Regions from separate parts of the Capra hircus genome. Here region 2 is linked to region 1. Evidence: chromatin contacts called from public Hi-C data. All regions are on one chromosome and are shown on one strand. The core of a region is the stretch at or near the end of the contact, and the rest is flanking DNA. Distances in the headings are between cores, read along the strand shown. Region 1 has its middle 35 kb from the start of ETV4. Region 2 has its middle 8.5 kb from the start of TRNAE-UUC.

Region 1 (5,086 bases), core at 1,185-3,684:
ATACTTCATTATTTATCCCACAAACACCTAGTGAACACCTACTATACATGTGGCACTGCTCAAGGAGCCCAGGAGAAGCCAAGAGAGGAGAGAAAGCCCAGCTTTTTAAAAAAATTTTATTATTCATTTATTTGGTTTTTCCAGTGGTCATGTATGGATGTGAGAGTTGGACTGTGAAGGCTGAGCACCGAAGAATTGATGCTTTTGAACTGTGGTATTGGAGAAGACTCCTGAGAGTCCCTTGGACTGCAAGGAGATCCAACCAGTCCATTCTAAAGGAGATCAGCCCTGGGATTTCTTTGGAAGGAGTGATGCTAAAGCTGAAATTCCAGTACTTTGGCCACCTCATGCGAAGAGTTGACTCATTGGAAAAGACTCTGATGCTGGGAGGGATTGGGGGCAGGAGGAAAAGGGGACAACAGAGGATGAGATGGCTGGATGGCATCACCAACTCGATGGACGTGAGTTTTAGCGAACTCCAGGAGTTGGTGATAGACAGGGAGGCCTGGCATGCTGCGATTCATGGGGTTGCAAAGAGTTGGACACGACTGAGCAACTGAACTGAACTGAACTGATTTATTTATTGGTCACGCCTCACAACATGTGGGATCTTAGTTGCCTGACCAGGGATGGATCCCATGGCTCCTGCGGTGAAAGTGCAGAGTTTTAACCACTGGACCACCAAGGCAATCCCAATCCTGCTTCTCTGAAGCCTACCTTCTAGAGACACGGGCAGAGGACAGGAGAACATTGTGTTCACTGAAGTCATCAGGACGGCCGAGGCCCTGAATCCAGACCCAGTTTCCAGAACTGCCTTCCCGGGGCCTCCTCGGCCTCTCTCCTTCACACAACCCCCACGCCTCAAGTCTGAACCCAGAGGCCTGAGGTGGGACTGGCAACAGGAGGACAGGAAGGGTCTGCTCCAAAGGGTGAAAGAAGGAAGGGTCGACATGTCCCCTCCAGGCTAATTTTCAAGGCTCTAGACTAGCAGGTGGGCCAGAGGCCAGGGTCTCTGCCCTCTCCCCACACTTCAGGGAGCAAAGGGTGAGCATGCCCTTGCGTGTGTGTGTGTGTGTGTGTGTGCGTGTGTGCGTGTGTGTGCGTGTGTGTGTGTGTGTGACTCCTCACTCCTGCCTTAATTCACTCTTTCTCCTCCTTTCTTCCTTCTCCTCCCCCTCCCCATCTCCAGTTCTCTCTCCCCTTCCTGCCTCCCCTTCTTCCTGTCTCACATTTTCCTGCCCAGCAGTCAGACCCCAGACAGTACCTAGGAAGTCTGCGGCCTTGCCTAATAGAACCGTAATAGTCCTCGGGGAGGCGTGATAATGACATCCTCCTTAAATAAAAGGACTTAATGGAGATTTCCCAAATTTGAAAACCACATTTCCACTAGCAACCTGTTCAGCCAGTGACTGCTCTGGAAAGGAACCCGTGGGAAGTTGTAAGGGGAGGGGGCGAGAGAGTCGGCTCACAGAACCTGCTGCTCAGGGACTTTCTGAGGCAGGACAAAGCGCCTGGTCTGAGGACACAAATCCTAAAGGTGGGCCATCTCCATCTACCACCATGACCACTCCCTCACCCTACCGGGCCAGCCTAGAAAAAACAAGCTCAGAATCTGGAAAAGCCTACGTGACCCTGGGTGAGTTACGTCACCTCTCTGTGCCTTGGCCGCCTCAGCTCTGAGTTGGATGTAACCGTTATTTCCCAGCATCACCCAGTGAGGGTGGGGCCATCAGGACTTACCCGGTTCCTAGCATAGAGCAGAAGCCAAATCAACAGCAAAGCCTCAACAAATGCAGCTAGATTGGGGTCCTTTTTAAAAAACATATTTATTTATTTATTGGAGTCCTTTAACTCCTATGAGAGAGCAAGCAAACCAGAACTGGGCCACCCATTCACCCTGGACCTAAGAAAATACCAGACTATTGCAGGGAGGAGGAGAGGAAAAATGGTTTTCTTATTGCCTCTGTCAACAGGATACTAATTAACGGTAAGTGAGGCGAGGGATATACAATTAAGATCTTGGGGCCTCTGGGATCTCTCTGTTTACTTCCAGTAATCATATAAACTTTTTGGGGGGCTCCTGTTGGTGCCTCTGAAAACAGAGATGCTAAAACTGAACCAAGGGCTCTCAAGCTCTAGTAATTTCCCTTACCTCCCACCCTGAGGCAAGGAATGTGATGGAACGAGCAGGGTGACAACGATCCATTGGGAACCCAGCTCTGCCATTGACTTGCTCTGGGATCTTAGGGACAGCTCTTCCCCTCTCTAGGCCTCCATTTCCCGAGGTGTCCAATCGTGGGAGTAGGTGATCTCCAAGAACATTCCCATTCTAAAAATAATTTAAATTGGTGGTAAAATTTCTTGAGCCTCTCTGTGGAGCATGGGATGTGGTGTGTTTGCCAACACTGCCACCTTGTGTTAGAAACATACAACTCCCGGCTGAGGCCTCCATTTGGCTCCTTTGTGGTCAAAGCCTTGGAGGCCAGTAGGGTCCTCTAACCCCACCCCACTCTTCTCTTATAACACAGATGCTTTCTTATCAATGTCATCTCCTGTTTCCAAAAATGTCTCTCTTATAGTCTGTAACATAAGACACTCGTTGTCAATATAATCCTGTCTTAGAAAAGGAAAGGAATTATAATTTCCAAGCTCATACTATGTGCCAGTTAAGATGGTAAGTACTCTAGGAAAAATTGAAGGCAGGAGGAGAAGGGGGCGACAGAGGATGAGATGGCTGGATGGCATCACCGACTCAATGGACATGAGTTTGAGCAAACTTCGGGAGTTGGTGAAGGACAGGGAAGCCTGGCATGCTGCAGTCCACGGGGTCGCAAAGGGTCAGACACGACTGAGCGACTGAACAAAACAACTATGTTCTACAAACATCATCTTGTTTGATCCTGAAAATAACACAGTGAGGAAGATATAATTGGCCTTCATTTTACAGATGAGACTGGGCCTCAAAGAGGTGAAGTGAATTGACCAGAGATAACGCTAAAAGGCAAAGATCACCAGACTCCAAAGCTCAGGCAGTGGGTAGTTGATTTTTCTCAAGTATTTCAGACTCCTATTCATGGGCTTCTTAAGCTGGGGAGTCACTGAGTTGAAAGGGATGAGGGAGAAAGCTCTCAAAGGAACAGACCTGGGCCTGCTCCTGGAATGGGAATACATGAAACCTCACCCAAGGCTCTAGATCCACCAGGCAAAGGGAAGCTTCTGAAGTGTCCCCTTAAACATCAAAGAAAACCTCCAGGTCCTAACAAAGGCATAAACCCATGACTCAGAGGAACCAGAAACTCAAATCCTGTCTCTGCAGCATGTCTGTAAATTTATTCTGTCACCACTAGTGGAAACCTTGCTGTCATCTCCTGGAGGCCGTGACCAACCTGAGATGGCAGATGAAGACAGAGTCCAATTTGGTTCTCATATTCTCGGGAAAAGTGACTCTCTTCCTGATGCATTCCTACACCCTAGGAGCAAGACAGGCCCAGCTCCAAAAGCTATATCCTCACGGAGTGCTTATCAGTTACATTCTCAGACACATTAGGACATCTTTCACAATCCCCACCAAATGCAACCCCATAATACCTGACACCTCTCAAGCAATGTGGTTATCATCAGAAAGGATGGAAGGAAAGAGCTGCTCGGCAACGTTCCAATAAAACTTTATTCACAAAACAACCAGCCACATTTGGCCTAAAGGTTGTTGTTTGTTGACTCCTGTTTTAATTATCTTAAAAAAAAAAAAATCCTCTAGGGATTTCCCTGGTAGTCTAGTGGTTAAGACTCCACTCTTCCACTGCAGGAGTCAAGGGTTCAATCCCTGGTCAGGGAACTAAGATCCTTCATGCTGCATGGCATTGCCAAATAAAAAACCTTCAGATCCTTTTTTTTTTTTTTGCAATATGTGCTTTATTGTAGTGGTCTGGAACTAAACTTGCAATGTATCTGAGGTGTGCCCATAATCTTAATGTGGCTCTGTGTGTGCACGGTGGTGGTTCAGTTCAGTTCAGTCGCTCAGTCGTGTCCGACTCTTTGTGACCCCATGAATCTCAGCACGCCAGACCCCCCTGTCCATCACCATCTCCTGGAGTTCACTCAGACTCACATCCATTGAGTCCGTGATGCCATCCAGCCATCTCATCTTCTGTCGCTAAGTTTAGTCGCTAAGGTGTATGCAGCTCTTTTGTGATCTCATGGACTGTAGCCCTCCAGGCTACTCTGTTCATGGGATTTTCCAGGCAAGAATACTGGAGTGGGTTGCCATTTCCTTCTCCAGGGGATCTTCCCGACACATGGGTCGAAACTGCATCTCCTGTGTCTCCTGCATTGGCAGGTGGATTCTTTACCACTGAGCCACCAGGGAAGCCTGGTGTGTGTACCCATACACATGCGCTAACTCTGCCCACTTAGAGATCTGGGAACAGTGACACCCAACAAGCACTCTGAACACCCAGGTCATGGCTTCTAAATACTATATTTAATACAGTAGATGACCAGCAAGGATCTCCTGTATAGCACAAGGAATAATACTCAGTATCCTGTAATAATCTATAAAAGAAAAGAATCTGAAAAGAATGTATATGTATATATATATATATACACACATCAGTTACAATGTAATTTAAAAAAAAACACTATATTTAGGATGATCTTTAATGCTAGACTGGAGATATTTGTCTGTAATTGTCTCAATCAGTAATCTTATCTTATTTTTGTGGGCTTCTGGCCCCTTAGGGCATAAACACCTACCCATGAGCCATGGAAATGTCCCCGATAAGCCAAGCCATTGCCAATATCTCCCCTTAGACCCCACTAACACTGAGATGGCATAAATACTAAAGCTTTATGATTCTACTTCTTCCAAAATAAGACTTGGCAGTCCAGTGGTTAAGACCCCATGCTTCCCCTGCAGGGGATGAGGGTTCGATCCCTGGTGGGGGAACTAAGATCCCCATGCCTCTCAATATGGCCAACACAAAAGACTGTAAAACTCAAAGATTAAACAATATTAATAACAATAATAATAACTTAAAGGATGATAACCTAATAACCTAAAGTTGGATACGACTGATGCAACTTAGCA
Region 2 (5,086 bases), core at 1,243-3,742, 83 kb before region 1:
GAGAGATTTGGGGACTTGCCATGGGCCACCCACTCAACAGGTGGCTCAACTCGAGAACAGGGCATGGCTCAATAAATACATGTTAAATAAATAATCAAGACACCATTGTTCCTGAAATGTGGCACATTTACTCTCGGAATGACACTTCCTATCCCCTGCCATCCTTTGCCAGGACCGTACCCACTCCTGATTGCCCTCTTCCCTCTCCTTCATATGGCCATGCTGGGCTCATACCTCCATGATGATTTCCGGGACCACTCCAGGACCAAATGACCTACCAGGCATCCAAAGCCTATGGATGCCACGCTGTTTAGTGTGTGTCTTATATACTTGTGTGTCTTACGTCCTTTGTTATTGTTTTAGATGTATATGTCTCATCTCTGAAATCCGACTTTGTGGCAGGCAGTCGGAGGGACCAGACTAATAATTTTGTATCATCAGGTGTTCAGGGTGGTACTGAGTCCCTGGCAGCTTCTCCATGGAGAACACCCAGAGCAGCCTTGATTTCCATTTTGGAACAAGACAGGTCCCAACGTCTAGTGGCCTGCCCTGTGTACTCCTTCTTTCCACCAGCTGTGTCCCTGACTACATTTGTCCACCTTGCTCACTCTGTTCCACCTTACCATTACTTGAGCTCTCTCTGTGCTCCTCTGCCTCAGGGCATTTGCACAGGCTGTTCTCTTGCCCCTGATTGCTCTTCTCCTGGATTCAAAACCCTCTCTCCCCCTCTCATTTCCGTCAGGTCTCTGCTCATATGTCACCTTTTCAGAAAGATCATCCCTACCCACCCCTTTGTAAGACAATCAGTCAGTTCAGTCGCTCAGTCATGTCCAGCTCTTTGCGACCCCATGGACTGCAGCACGCCAGGCCTCCCTGTCCATCACCAACTCCCAGAGCTTACTCAAACTCATGTTCATCAAGTTGGTGATGTCATCCATCCTCTCTCATCCCCTTCTCCTTCCTTCAATATTTCCCAGCATCAGGGTCTTTTCCAATGAGTCAGTTCTTTGCATCAGGTGGCCAAAGTGTTGCAAGACAATACAAGCCCTCAAATGCCTTCCCGAGTAAAAGCAGAGCAAGCCCAAAGTTTAGGACATTCCCCATGGAATTTCAGGGACAGCTAGAGTGACACTCTGCTCAAAGCCTGTGTGGCCAGTGGGGATCACTGTGTGGCCTGTGAAATGTGGGGAGAAATTGTTAGCTTAACCCATGTCTGTACCTGTCAGTTGATAAGATCTAAGGAAAAGTCTAATAACAAATAAACACCTTTAAAAAGGAGAAAACCTTCATAATTGTACACAGTTGGCAGAGCACTTTTCCCCACATGATCTAATCTAGGTTTTAGCCATTATCCCCATTCACTAGACAAGAAAACTGACCTTAAATAGACTAAACCACAAACCCAAATTCAGGTGGCTTGCCTGAGGCAGGCCAAGCATTTGCACACAGGCCGACCCGGCTCCCGGTCTGGTGGCCTGTGCACATTGCCTGCGCTACCCACACTTGCCCTGACGTGCTGACCATCTGGGTGATTAGTTATTTGATCGTTTCAGATTCTTAGTTGGATCAGGTCCTGAGAATTCCACACCCCGACACAGAACACTGGACGTGTTGGCTCACGGCAGCATGATGGTTATCATCACCTCGCTGCATGGAACCGCTCTCGGCAACAGCACCAAAAGCGGTTTGTCCAACACAGAGATCTGACCGTGCCACTCCTGTCCTTACAGCCCCTCGGTGGCTCCCCGAGTCCCGCCTGTCCCCTGCCCCACCCCACCTGGCCCTGGAACCTAGTAGGATGTGAATTCTTGGCTCCATGTTAGAGACTGCACCTGAGGCAGGTCCTGCGCCAGGCGCTTTGTTGGGCCTGGGCAGGTGAACAAGACAGACGCAGGCCCTGAGCGCATCTGCCTCCCAGCTCTGCCACTGGAAGGGGACACTTGGGCCTGTAGAGTGGACAACTGCCAGGCCCACTGGCTTTCATATACCTTCCATTTAAAATCCAGAAAACAGAAGCTGGGACCTACACAAGCCTGGGCAGCTTTGAAGGGGAGAGGTTTGGTAACCCACGGGGAGCTCTCTTCCCATACTCTCTGTCTTTATGCAGCTGTGGGGCCACAGACACCACAGGCACCCTAGGCGCTTGACATCCCAACCCTCTCGCACCAGTCTAGGGTCAAAAGCAGGTCCTCACACTCTGGAAGAGTAGCTTAAGCTTGAGCTCATTGTGTAGAATGGTCTTCCCTCATAGTTCAGTCAGTAGAGAATCTGCGTGCAAGGCAGGAGACCCAGATTCAGCTCCTGGGTTGGGAAGATCCCGTGGAGAAGGAAATGCCAATCCACTCCAATATTCTTGCCTGGAGAATCCTCTGGACAGAGGAGCCTGCCAGGCTACAGTCCAGAGGGTCACAAGAGTTGGACATGACTAAACCACCACCACCATTGTAGAACAGGGCTTCCTTGGTGGCTCTGAGGTAAAGAATCTGCCTGCAATGCAGGAGGTGCGGGTTCCCTCCCTGGGTCAGGAAGATCCCCTGGAGGAGGAAATGGCAACCCACTCCAGTATTCTTGCCCAAGAAATCCCATGGACAAAGGAGCCTGGCGGACTACAGCCCATAGCGTCAGACGCGACTGAGCGTACCTTGCAGAATGCACTGCAGTTCTGCTTATAACCACCAGATGGAGCCCTCATGACCAGAGTTCGTTTCTCTGCGAAAATGTTTCAACCTTACAAAGCCCTTGAACCAGTTTTTTTTTTTAACTTCCTTTCCTTGTAGGTGTAAGCTCCTCTAGAGATTATAAGGCAGGACCCTTTGACCCGAGCGTGAGAAGTTTTGAAGGTCTAAGAACTGGGACATTAACTGTGTGCCGAACGTGGGAGTTGGGCTGTGGGTTAAGCTGACAGAGGAGATGAGTGGTGTTACTGTCTCAAAATGAAACCAATGAAACTAATTCAAAGGCTGAGGACATGCATCACTGTGTGCTTGTGTGTGTGCATGTATATGTGTGTGTGTGTGTGACCAGAGAGCCCATGTACTGTGCATTGGAGTTTCAGAGCTCATCTCTGTATCCAACCATCTGAGAGCGTGGACTAATAGAACTGTTCCTCAAAGGGGTCACGGAGGGCGAACATTCATATGTAGAAAGGGAAACAAATGTGGGGACACTTCCATCCTGATGTGCCTTCTAGTGCATCTAGTTGTGTGTGTGTGTGTGTGTGTGTGTGTGTGTGTGTGTCAGTGGGAGTGAGTAGTGGCTCAGAGGTTAAAGCGTCTGCCTGCAATGCAGGAAAACTGCGTTCGACCCCTGGGTTGGGAAGATACCCTGGAGAAGGAAGTGGCCACCCACTCCAGTATTCTTGCTTGGAGAATCCATGGACAGAGTATCTGGATCAAGTGTTTGTGGCTGTGCTGTGTGTCTGTTCCTGCTTTGGTATTTCTGCTCAGATGACGGGGGCTCTGCCCTAAGTATGTGTGTGTGTGTGTTCTCAGTCCCATGTGACTCTTTTTGACCCCATGGACTATAGTCCACCAGGCTCCTCTGTCCATGGGACTTCCCAGGCAAGAATACTGGAGTGAGTTGCCATTTCCATCTCCAGGGGATCTTCCTGACCCAGGGATCGAACCTGCATCTCTTGTGTCTCCTGCATTGGCAGGTGGATTCTTTACCACTGTGACACCTGGGAAACCCCGTAAGGGTGAGTAGGTATGTCCACTAGCTGCTCTGAGAACACCTGTCATGAACACACATGCGCTGAGCCGCTCTAGATCGGATGTTGTGTGACAGGTGGCTGCATGTATGTGCTCCTGTCGGGACTCAGGACCTGGGCAGGAGGTGTGCATGTGTGTCTGCATGTTCATATGTGTGGCATACCCCCTGTGACCTGCCTCTCCTGGGGCTCAGGGCAGGCCAGCTAGCTCTCTGGCCATTTGACTTCTTCATGACACCATGTCCTCCCGGGCTGCCACTGTCCTCAGTCAACATTGCACCTGCCTTTCCTCTTGGCCAAGGATTCCTTAGGGGAGATTGTTAATTTCTTCAATTAAAAGATGAAGGGCCCTGGGAGACTACATACTTGAAATTACCAAATTTTAACATTCATGAAACCATAAATCTCACAAGATGATGTCTCAGCTACCTCCCCAGCCTAGGTAACTCCCAGCCCTGAACTAAGGAGTTCACTGCCTCCCCAAACTGGGCTGGGGAGATCTGAACTTTTCCTCTCTGTGGCCAAAGAGACCTCATGTGTCTTTGTTTGCAAGTGTGATTAATCTTTCAGTTCCTATAGGTCTTTTCTGCCTCAGTGTGGTATTTGGGAAAGCCCCTTGGACTGCAAGGAGATCCAGTCAGTCCATCCTAAAGGAGATCAGTCCTGGGTGTTCATTGGAAGGAGTGATGCTAAAGCTGAAACTCCAATACTTTGGCTACCTCATGCGAAGAGTTGACTCATTAGAATAGACCCTGATGCTGGGAGGGATTGGGGGCAGGAGGAGAAGGGGACGACAGAGGATGAGATGGCTGGATGGCATCACCGACTCGATGGACATGAGTTTGAGTGAACTCCAGGAGTTGGTGATGGACAAGGAGGCCTGGCGTTCTGCACTTCATGGGGTCACAAAGAGTCGGACATGACGGAGAGACTGAAATGACTGACTGACTGACTGACTGAGGGCAGGAGGAGAAGGGGACAACAGAGGATAAGATGGTTGGATGGCATCACCGACTCAATGGACATGGGTTTGGGTGGACTCCGGGAGCTGGTGATGGACAGGGAGGCCTCTCATACTGCGGTTCATGGGGTCGCAAAGAGTCGGACACGACTGAGCGACTGAACTGAACTGAACTGAGGAAGCAGAGAAACCGGATGCCAACACCCCATCCCTGGCTGTGTGATCTTGGACAAGGCCGCTAACCTCTCTGGGTCTCAGACTCCTCCATGGTAAAATGAAATTGCTGTATCCTATGATCAGAAATGCTTTCCTGCTCTGATGCTGTGAGATCTGAGATCCTTTCAGTAGGACCTATACAGTGAGTATAGGAGTCAGTATTATCCCCATTTTATAGGTGAAGGGCAGCAAGATCCCTC

The links. Hi-C and Micro-C count contacts between places; a contact is called where the count stands out from the background.
Region 2: a contact with region 1 is called in a Hi-C map of liver, with 8 times the contacts expected there. The contact joins two enhancer-like sites. A contact is called at or near these places in 3 of 5 Hi-C or Micro-C datasets (blood and liver).

The regions. Positions count from the first base shown.
Region 1 is chr19:43,132,694-43,137,779 of ARS1.2, reverse strand. No RefSeq gene overlaps it. Among named protein-coding and RNA genes, the nearest start is that of ETV4, 35 kb to the right of the region's middle. Within about 2 kb of position 2,434, at least 2 of the 5 cell types and tissues checked have an H3K27ac peak or open chromatin away from gene starts, as enhancers often do.
Region 2 is chr19:43,215,552-43,220,637 of ARS1.2, reverse strand. No RefSeq gene overlaps it. Among named protein-coding and RNA genes, the nearest start is that of TRNAE-UUC, 8.5 kb to the right of the region's middle. Within about 2 kb of position 2,492, at least 2 of the 5 cell types and tissues checked have an H3K27ac peak or open chromatin away from gene starts, as enhancers often do.